Regions from separate parts of the Danio rerio genome. Here region 2 is linked to region 1. Evidence: chromatin contacts called from public Hi-C data. All regions are on one chromosome and are shown on one strand. The core of a region is the stretch at or near the end of the contact, and the rest is flanking DNA. Distances in the headings are between cores, read along the strand shown. Region 1 holds the start of slc30a7 (solute carrier family 30 member 7). Region 2 overlaps cdc14ab (cell division cycle 14Ab).

Region 1 (3,701 bases), core at 364-2,863:
AACATGTATGTAATTAATAATTGTTAGTCTATAATATAAAAAATAAACATTATTTATTTAGTATATTTAAAATGATTATACAAAATATGAAATACAAATATTTTGGGGTACACAAAAACAGATTATTTATAAACTTCTTCAAACTAATGTTACAAATATTACAAAGATTGCTTGCTATTCAATAAATTTGTTAACATTAATAAATAACTGAAATTATAATAATAATAATAATAATAATAATAGTAACTTGAATCATGATTATTTGAATTATGGTTGGTGACACAGTGGCTCAGTGGTTAGCACTGTTGTCTCACAGCAAGAAGATTGTTGGTTTGAGTCCCGGCTGGGTCTGTTGGCATTTCTGTGTGGAGTTTGCATTTTCTCCCCATGTTCGCGTAGGTTTCCTCCAAGTGCTCCGGATTCCCCCAACAGTTTAAAAACATGCCCTATAGGCCTATAATTGAATAAACTAAGTTGTCTGTAGTGTATGTGTGTAAATGAGTGTGTATGGATGTTTCTCAGTGCTGGGTTGCAGCTGGAAGGGCATCCGCTGCGTAAAACATATACTGGATGAGTTGGTGGTTCATTCTGCTGTGGCGACCCCAGATTAATATAGGGACTAAGCCAAAGTAAAATGAATGAATTATGATTTGAAATTCTTACATTTATAACTTTTCCCCCTGAGTAAACTATAAAATATTGCATGGACAATCAATCATTTTTAAATACTGAACTTACTCAACTTTACAACTGTATATATAAAATTAATAAATAAATGAATGAATGAAACATATACTCAGTTTAAAATTAAATAATAATAAAATGAATATTTCTAACATGAATAGGTTAAGGAATGCAATATCTATTATTTATTAATAAATTATCAAATATATGGATTAAATTATTTTTAACATGGCTGAAAAAATGAATAAATGAACCTGGAATGAACGAACGAACGAACGAACGAACGAACGAACGAACGAATGAATGAATGCTTTGAGAAAATAAAAAAAGTCAATATTTTTAGAATGGATGAGCTAATTAATGTATTACCTATTTTCAATTAATCGATAACTCAAGATGTAAACAAACAAACAAACAAAACAAAAAAACAAATACCCAAATGAATGAATAGCTAAATAAATGAATGAATTAATTAATGAATAAATGGAGTAAAATAAAGATTGTTAGTATTTTTAACATACAAACAAATTTATACATTAATAAATTAATAATGAATGAATAACAGAATGAAAGAATGGATAAGATAATTTTAAGTATTTTTAACAACAAATAAATAAATACACAAATTAATCAATGAAACTGAATGATTGAATGAATGAATGGAGTGAAATAAAATTGTTAGTATCTTTTAAAACAAATAAATAGGCTACACAAATTAATTTATGAATGAGTCAAATAAAAAATGTTTGTATGTTTAACATACAAAACAAAACAATTACACAAATGAATGAATATCTGAATAGCTGAATGAATGAAGGAATGAATTAGTGAAATAAAAATGCTAGTATTGTTAACAAACAAATGAATGCACATGTGAATGAATGAATGAATGAATGAATGAATGAATGAATGAATGAATGAATGACAAATTTTACAACACACACACTCTTACACACTAGGGTCAGTGTCATGACGCACGCGACGTCGACGCCAGGACTCGTCGCTCTCTTGCGTCCAGACGCTCGTGAAGCCGCAGTGCTGCTCAACGGCTACCGGAGAGACGCTTGACTGAAAAATGCTCCCGTTATCAATCAAAGATGACGAGTACAAGCCTGCCAAATTCAACCTGGTCGTCAAGCTATCGGGCTGGTTCAGGTAACGACAACTATCTGCCAAATAATCCTCCGACTTCCCTTCACAGCTGTCGGTTTGCGTGGCTAATGCTGTTAGCATGCTAATAAACTCGCGAGACTTTATTTCGGATTAAAAATCGGATTAAAAACATTATTAATATGATTGAAATATAAATGTAATAAATGTAATACATAAATGTTTCATCTACACCAAAAACAACGCTTATTTTTGGCTAACCAGCTGTTAGCCGGAAGAACTAAAAATTTCACATAAGCTATAATAATTTTATTTTAACTAAGTTAGTCACAACAGATTTTAATTCATTCCACGATTAATTTTGGCTAATAATAGCTTATTTGGAGCACATGTCATATTTCTGAAGCGTTATATTTGAATACATTACAGCAGTGTGTTTGTTAGTTGTGTTTCCAGACCTCGTCTGTCTGGTCAGGCCACTTTTTAAATGAAGTCACTTTCGCTTTTTTGTTTTTGTTTGCTTCAACAGATCAATTCTTGCCGATAAAACGTCTCGGAATCTGTTTTTCTTCTTGTGTTTGAACCTGTCCTTCGCCTTCGTGGAGCTGCTGTACGGCATATGGAGTAACAGGTAACAGCACCAGGGGCCAAACACTAGAAATGCCACGTCGAGCTAAATGTGGGATGCGCTTTTGTTTTGAGCTTGCTCTATTTCTTCTGTTTGGGTGTTTTGATTGGGTTTGTGATTATAGTTTGTCATCATGAGTGTCCATGAGGTGAGGTTGATGATTTATAAATTGCTTGACGTGTCACAAAAGTTGTTGTGGAGGCTGTGTGGACAAAACATCCTGCCTCTGATGATGATGATTATGATGCTCTTGTTTAGATTGAAAGTAATTGAAAGTGTTTACTTATATAAATATTTGCTGACATGGTTCCTGGAATAAGAGGTGAAACTCAGTTGTGTTATTATTAAAATAACAACAACAAAAAGTCACTAATCTGATCAATAATATGTTCTTTTATTACATACATTTTAACACACTTTCATTTATTTTATTTTTTATAATATTGTGCAAAAATGCCACTCATTGAGTCAGTTAATAATAACTTGATTAATAATCAGAAATTATTTCTTAATATTAGCACTGTATTAATATTTTAGTAACAATCGCCCATAGCAATAATGTTGGTTTTAAAAACGATCCTTGTTAACTAATACATGGATAATATTCAGTTGTAAGTCTTTGATAAAGATACAATCCACAATCACACTGAGGATGGCATTGTGCCGAAACGTCTGTGTTTTGTATCACCTAGGAATGTAAAATAAAAACTATACAAAGTAATTGTAATTCTGCTGCAAAATAATCTACCTACGGGTACTAATGAAGTCAACTCAACTCATTACTTAATGTGTGAAACGTGGCCTTCTGAATAATGTTACTGACAAAATTAACGCACCAAAGAAAGTTTAAAAACCGTGAGCGCGCAGTGCAAACTTCATTACTGAAAAATACAATCCACCAAATAAGTATTTTTTTTATAATTCTGCAAATGTTTTATTATTGTTATTGCTGCTTTTTTGATGTTGCTTATTATAATACAAATATTACTGGTAATGTTCTGCAATTTATAACATCATGCGAATGACACTGCATTAGTTGTGCTGTAAAGCTATAATAATAATATTAATAATAATAAAATTAAGTATAATTATTAAAATCTATAAATGTTACCGTCACCATAACAACAGTTTTAGTTCATGTAATTGACATTTTCAGTAATGCATAATTAATAATAATCATAATATAATATTAATAATATGACATTTTAAGATAATCACTGTCATTATTTGTTCATATTTTAGTAACAATAAAAGTAGTAGTATTGTTAATTTTGATAAC
Region 2 (3,701 bases), core at 790-3,289, 61 kb before region 1:
TACCAGAAGTGCTCCGTTTAAGATACAAGTTTACCAAGCAAATTAAAAGGATATGGATAGCAACTGTGATGTTAAAACTGTCCATGTGTCTGTACTATTCATATACAGTTTGAAAAGTAATCATAATGAATGTGTTTTTAGCCTCTAGAAGGGTTCAAACTATACAAGCTTAAATCATTTTATGCCTCCTTTGTATCTGTATTTACCAATGTCCACTTATGATCTGGCAAAGTGCATCCTAATGCCAAGTGTAAATGGAGCCGAAGTTGTCAAAACTGGATTTTTTCCAAACTAGTTCAGACCCTGTTTACAGCTAGATTTAGTGTTACTACTTGTGATGTAAATGAGGTCGATGTAGTTAAAGTCAGACCAGTTCAAACCCAGTTTAATGCCGGGTGTAAATGAGGTCAAATTAGTTAAAATCAGACCAGTTTAGACCCAGTTTACATCTACATTTAATTTTTACTTCTTGTGATTGAACAAAAAGCATCTAATACCCGGTGTAAATGAGGTCAAAGTAGTTAAATCAGGCCAGTTTAGACCCAGTTTACACCTAGATTTAGTGTTTACTTGTGATTGATCAAAAAGCATCTTAATGCCAGGTGTAAATGAGGTCGAAGTAGTTAAATCAGACCAGTTTAGTCCCAGCGTACAGCTATGTTAAGGTGTGCAATAAGATTAAGGAAAGCACATGTTATTTTTCGGGTGTAAAGTGACTAAAGCATTCAAAAAGGACAAGCTTAAACCTGTTCAGACCCAGTTTACACCTGTATTTAGTGTTCTCTGCATGTTATAGGATGGAAACGCAATTAAATTTAACACTAATATTTAAGTTTGTCCACTCAAGATATTTTCTGGTGTAAAGTGACCGAATTGGTTAAAAAAAAGGGACAGGCTTAAAATGTTTAAGACCAGGGCTGCCCATCCCTGTTCTTGGAGATCTACTTTTCTGCAGAGCTAAGCTCCAACCCTGATCAAGCACAACTAAACTGACTGAAGCTGCGGTCACACTAGAGTTTAAGCTTGCAAAATTCTGTCGTGTAGCGCTGTGGAAAGGGGCAATAAACTAGATAAGTAGACATTCAAAAAAACGAGCGATTGCTCTATATTTTAAATTTCTGTCCAGAGAGGTCATGTTTTGATCCTCGATTGGTCTCATGCACTCAAGTGATGCGATTTCACAGGTCAGAGTTCACCAAGCTTGAACGTTGCAATATAGCGAACTATGAAATTTGATGTACAACCTTGCATTTACGGTCTGACGCATTCACGTGCAAATAAAGAAAGTCTGTGGGGAAAAAATGCATTGTGACCGCAGCTTAATTAGGATCTGAAGGGGCACTTGGTAATTACAGACAGGTGTGTTGAATCAGATGAACTCTGCAGGAAGGTAGATCTCCAGGAACTGAATTGGGCACCCCTGATTTTGACCATGTTCAAACATCTAATTAGCATTGTGTATTTGTGTAACTTTTTTTTTTCGACCAATCACAGCGGGTTTAGGCCGGACAGGCACTCTAATTGGCTGCTACCTGATGAAGCACTACCGTTTCACATCTGCCGAAGCCATCGCTTGGATCCGCATCTGCAGACCTGGCTCTATTATTGGACCCCAGCAGCATTATTTAGAAGAGTAAGTCCCACAATGCACCACTTTGAGCCGCTCAATACCTTCTTTTTCTCTATTGTGTGTTACTTTTACATAACGCAGACAAGTGCTCTAACTTTGGTATATTGGGAGAGCGGTTTTCAAGAGCGCGGATCTAGAAGGTCAACACATGTTTTGCCTGAGTCATCCAATTCAGGCTTGCAAGTTTGATTTGGCTTTTGCCTATCAATTTCGTGCAGCATATAGGCAGATTGCGGTTCATTGTCATGTGTGAGTTAAAACAGAGCACTGGTCATGCGAAGGTCAGTTCAAGCTAATCTCTCGAGTGTGTTTTTTTGTGCTGACGTGATGCCGCAATGTGATTTTTGAATGCCCACCACGGGATAGATGAATGTTATCATCAGGCATATTTTCCTCCTTAGGCCATTGTGAGACGTGTGAGATTCTGTTCCTGCTTGCTGAGCACAATGTGCCTGTTATCTGGCATTAAGTGGACAGTTCAGTCCGAGCGCAGATTTCTTCCCATACAGCTGAATTGTTTGTCCGAAACACCATATCCTCAGGACGTTGATGGGGAATTGTTGTTTTTTGTACCTGTACAGGAAGCAGGCCAGTCTCTGGGCTCATGGTGATAGTCTACGGTCCAAGCAGAGGCAGTATCAGGACAGATCAGTGCCTCAGCTTATCTCCAGTATGGACAACCTCTCCATCAGCACCTCCATCTTTAAATCCCACAGCTTGGACCGGATGGAGGAGGTGAGGCCTACAGGGACATTTCAATTCATTTATTTTTTATATATAATAAAAAGTGATTTATATTGGGGATCATTAATTGCATAGTTATATGGCATTTATTTAATTTTTATTTTATATAATATTTTAGCCATTTAAGCTCATTTCACAGTGTTAAATTCTAATTTTTTTAAATATTTAAATTGTATTCATGTCAGCTATTAAATGATCAGCTGCTTTAGCATATTTGTTTGATATCTAGTATTGTGAAAACCATGTAAAGTATCATAAAATATATTGGTTAATCTGATATCATTCAAATAGTTAAGAAAATACTTCATGCCTTTTGCTATATCGTTCTGAATTTAAAGGATTAGTTCATCCAAAAATTAACGTTATCCCATAATTGAACTTAAAGCCATCGTAGGTGTGTGTGACTTTCTTCTTTCAGACTTACACAGTCAGGGTAGTTTGAAATGTAATCCATTCTCTTCTATGATGTATAATGGTGTTGGTTGGTGGCTTTTATTTTGAAGCTTCCAAAAGTGCATAAGTCATTCATTAAACTAACCCTCACACTGCCAAGGGGTTAGCGCATGTCTTCTGAAGTAAACCTGTGTTTTTTTTTGGAACAGAAGTATTTAACGTTAGCTACGTTTTCACTCACTTATTTTATGTGCATTTTGGATATGCACGAAATAAAATTGTTTAAAGGAAATCCTACGATGGCATAAGTTTTGAAAATGTGCATAAACATATGCGCATACCTAAGTAGGATAAACAAATTCCAGTATGCGCAATTAAAAACCTATGTGGTTTTGTTCTAATAAAAAGTGATGATGAAAATGTGTGTGAATAGACAAATCAGCAGTTGAGCACATTGTTAAACATGAAATGTTGTTTTGATCATTCTAAAATGCCTTTACCGTTTCAGTATTAGTGTTATTATATTATTAATTACCTCCAGAACTGTCAAGAGTGTCTGTGCTACGTGTCTGACTTGTCGGCATACTGTCTTCTGAGGTTCAAGTCATTTATTGAATAAAGAAAAGATTCACGCAGCTTCTCCTACCGCAGCAAATTCCGTTTTTACTTTTGTTATTTGGCACCAGTCAATCAGAAAGTGACGATTTTGGTTCTCTTTGACGACTTTGATGGAAACGCTACTTTGTTCGCACGACTTGTATGCGAAATTCCAGTTTTGCGCATGAAGTTAATTTGCATTTTTTAATGGAAACATAGCTACTGTTAAATTCTTAAGTCTAATCACTGAGCTCCGGTGGTGGCTAAATCAGTGTTAGACATGAGGGTTGACGCAAGATGGGTTGACACTTTGTTATATACTGTATGACATGTACAG

Evidence for each region. A called contact is a pair of places that touch in the nucleus more often than the background predicts.
Region 2: a contact with region 1 is called in a Hi-C map of hematopoietic stem cells, with 4 times the contacts expected there. The contact joins the enhancer-like site here to the promoter of slc30a7 in region 1. A contact is called at or near these places in 7 of 18 Hi-C or Micro-C datasets (caudal fin, embryo, fibroblasts and 3 more) and 1 of 4 datasets of contacts at active chromatin or transcription factors (caudal fin).

What each region holds. Positions count from the first base shown.
Region 1 is chr22:15,866,156-15,869,856 of GRCz12tu, reverse strand. slc30a7 (solute carrier family 30 member 7) reads left to right here and starts at 1,613. Exons shown (of 11, transcript NM_001100086.1): 1 at 1,613-1,839; 2 at 2,324-2,425. The coding sequence starts at 1,760.
Region 2 is chr22:15,927,914-15,931,614 of GRCz12tu, reverse strand. It overlaps cdc14ab (cell division cycle 14Ab), which reads left to right. Exons shown (of 15, transcript NM_001128538.1): 10 at 1,495-1,633; 11 at 2,212-2,365. Among named protein-coding and RNA genes, the nearest start is that of gpr88, 30 kb to the right of the region's middle. Within about 2 kb of position 2,039, at least 4 of the 62 cell types and tissues checked have an H3K27ac peak or open chromatin away from gene starts, as enhancers often do.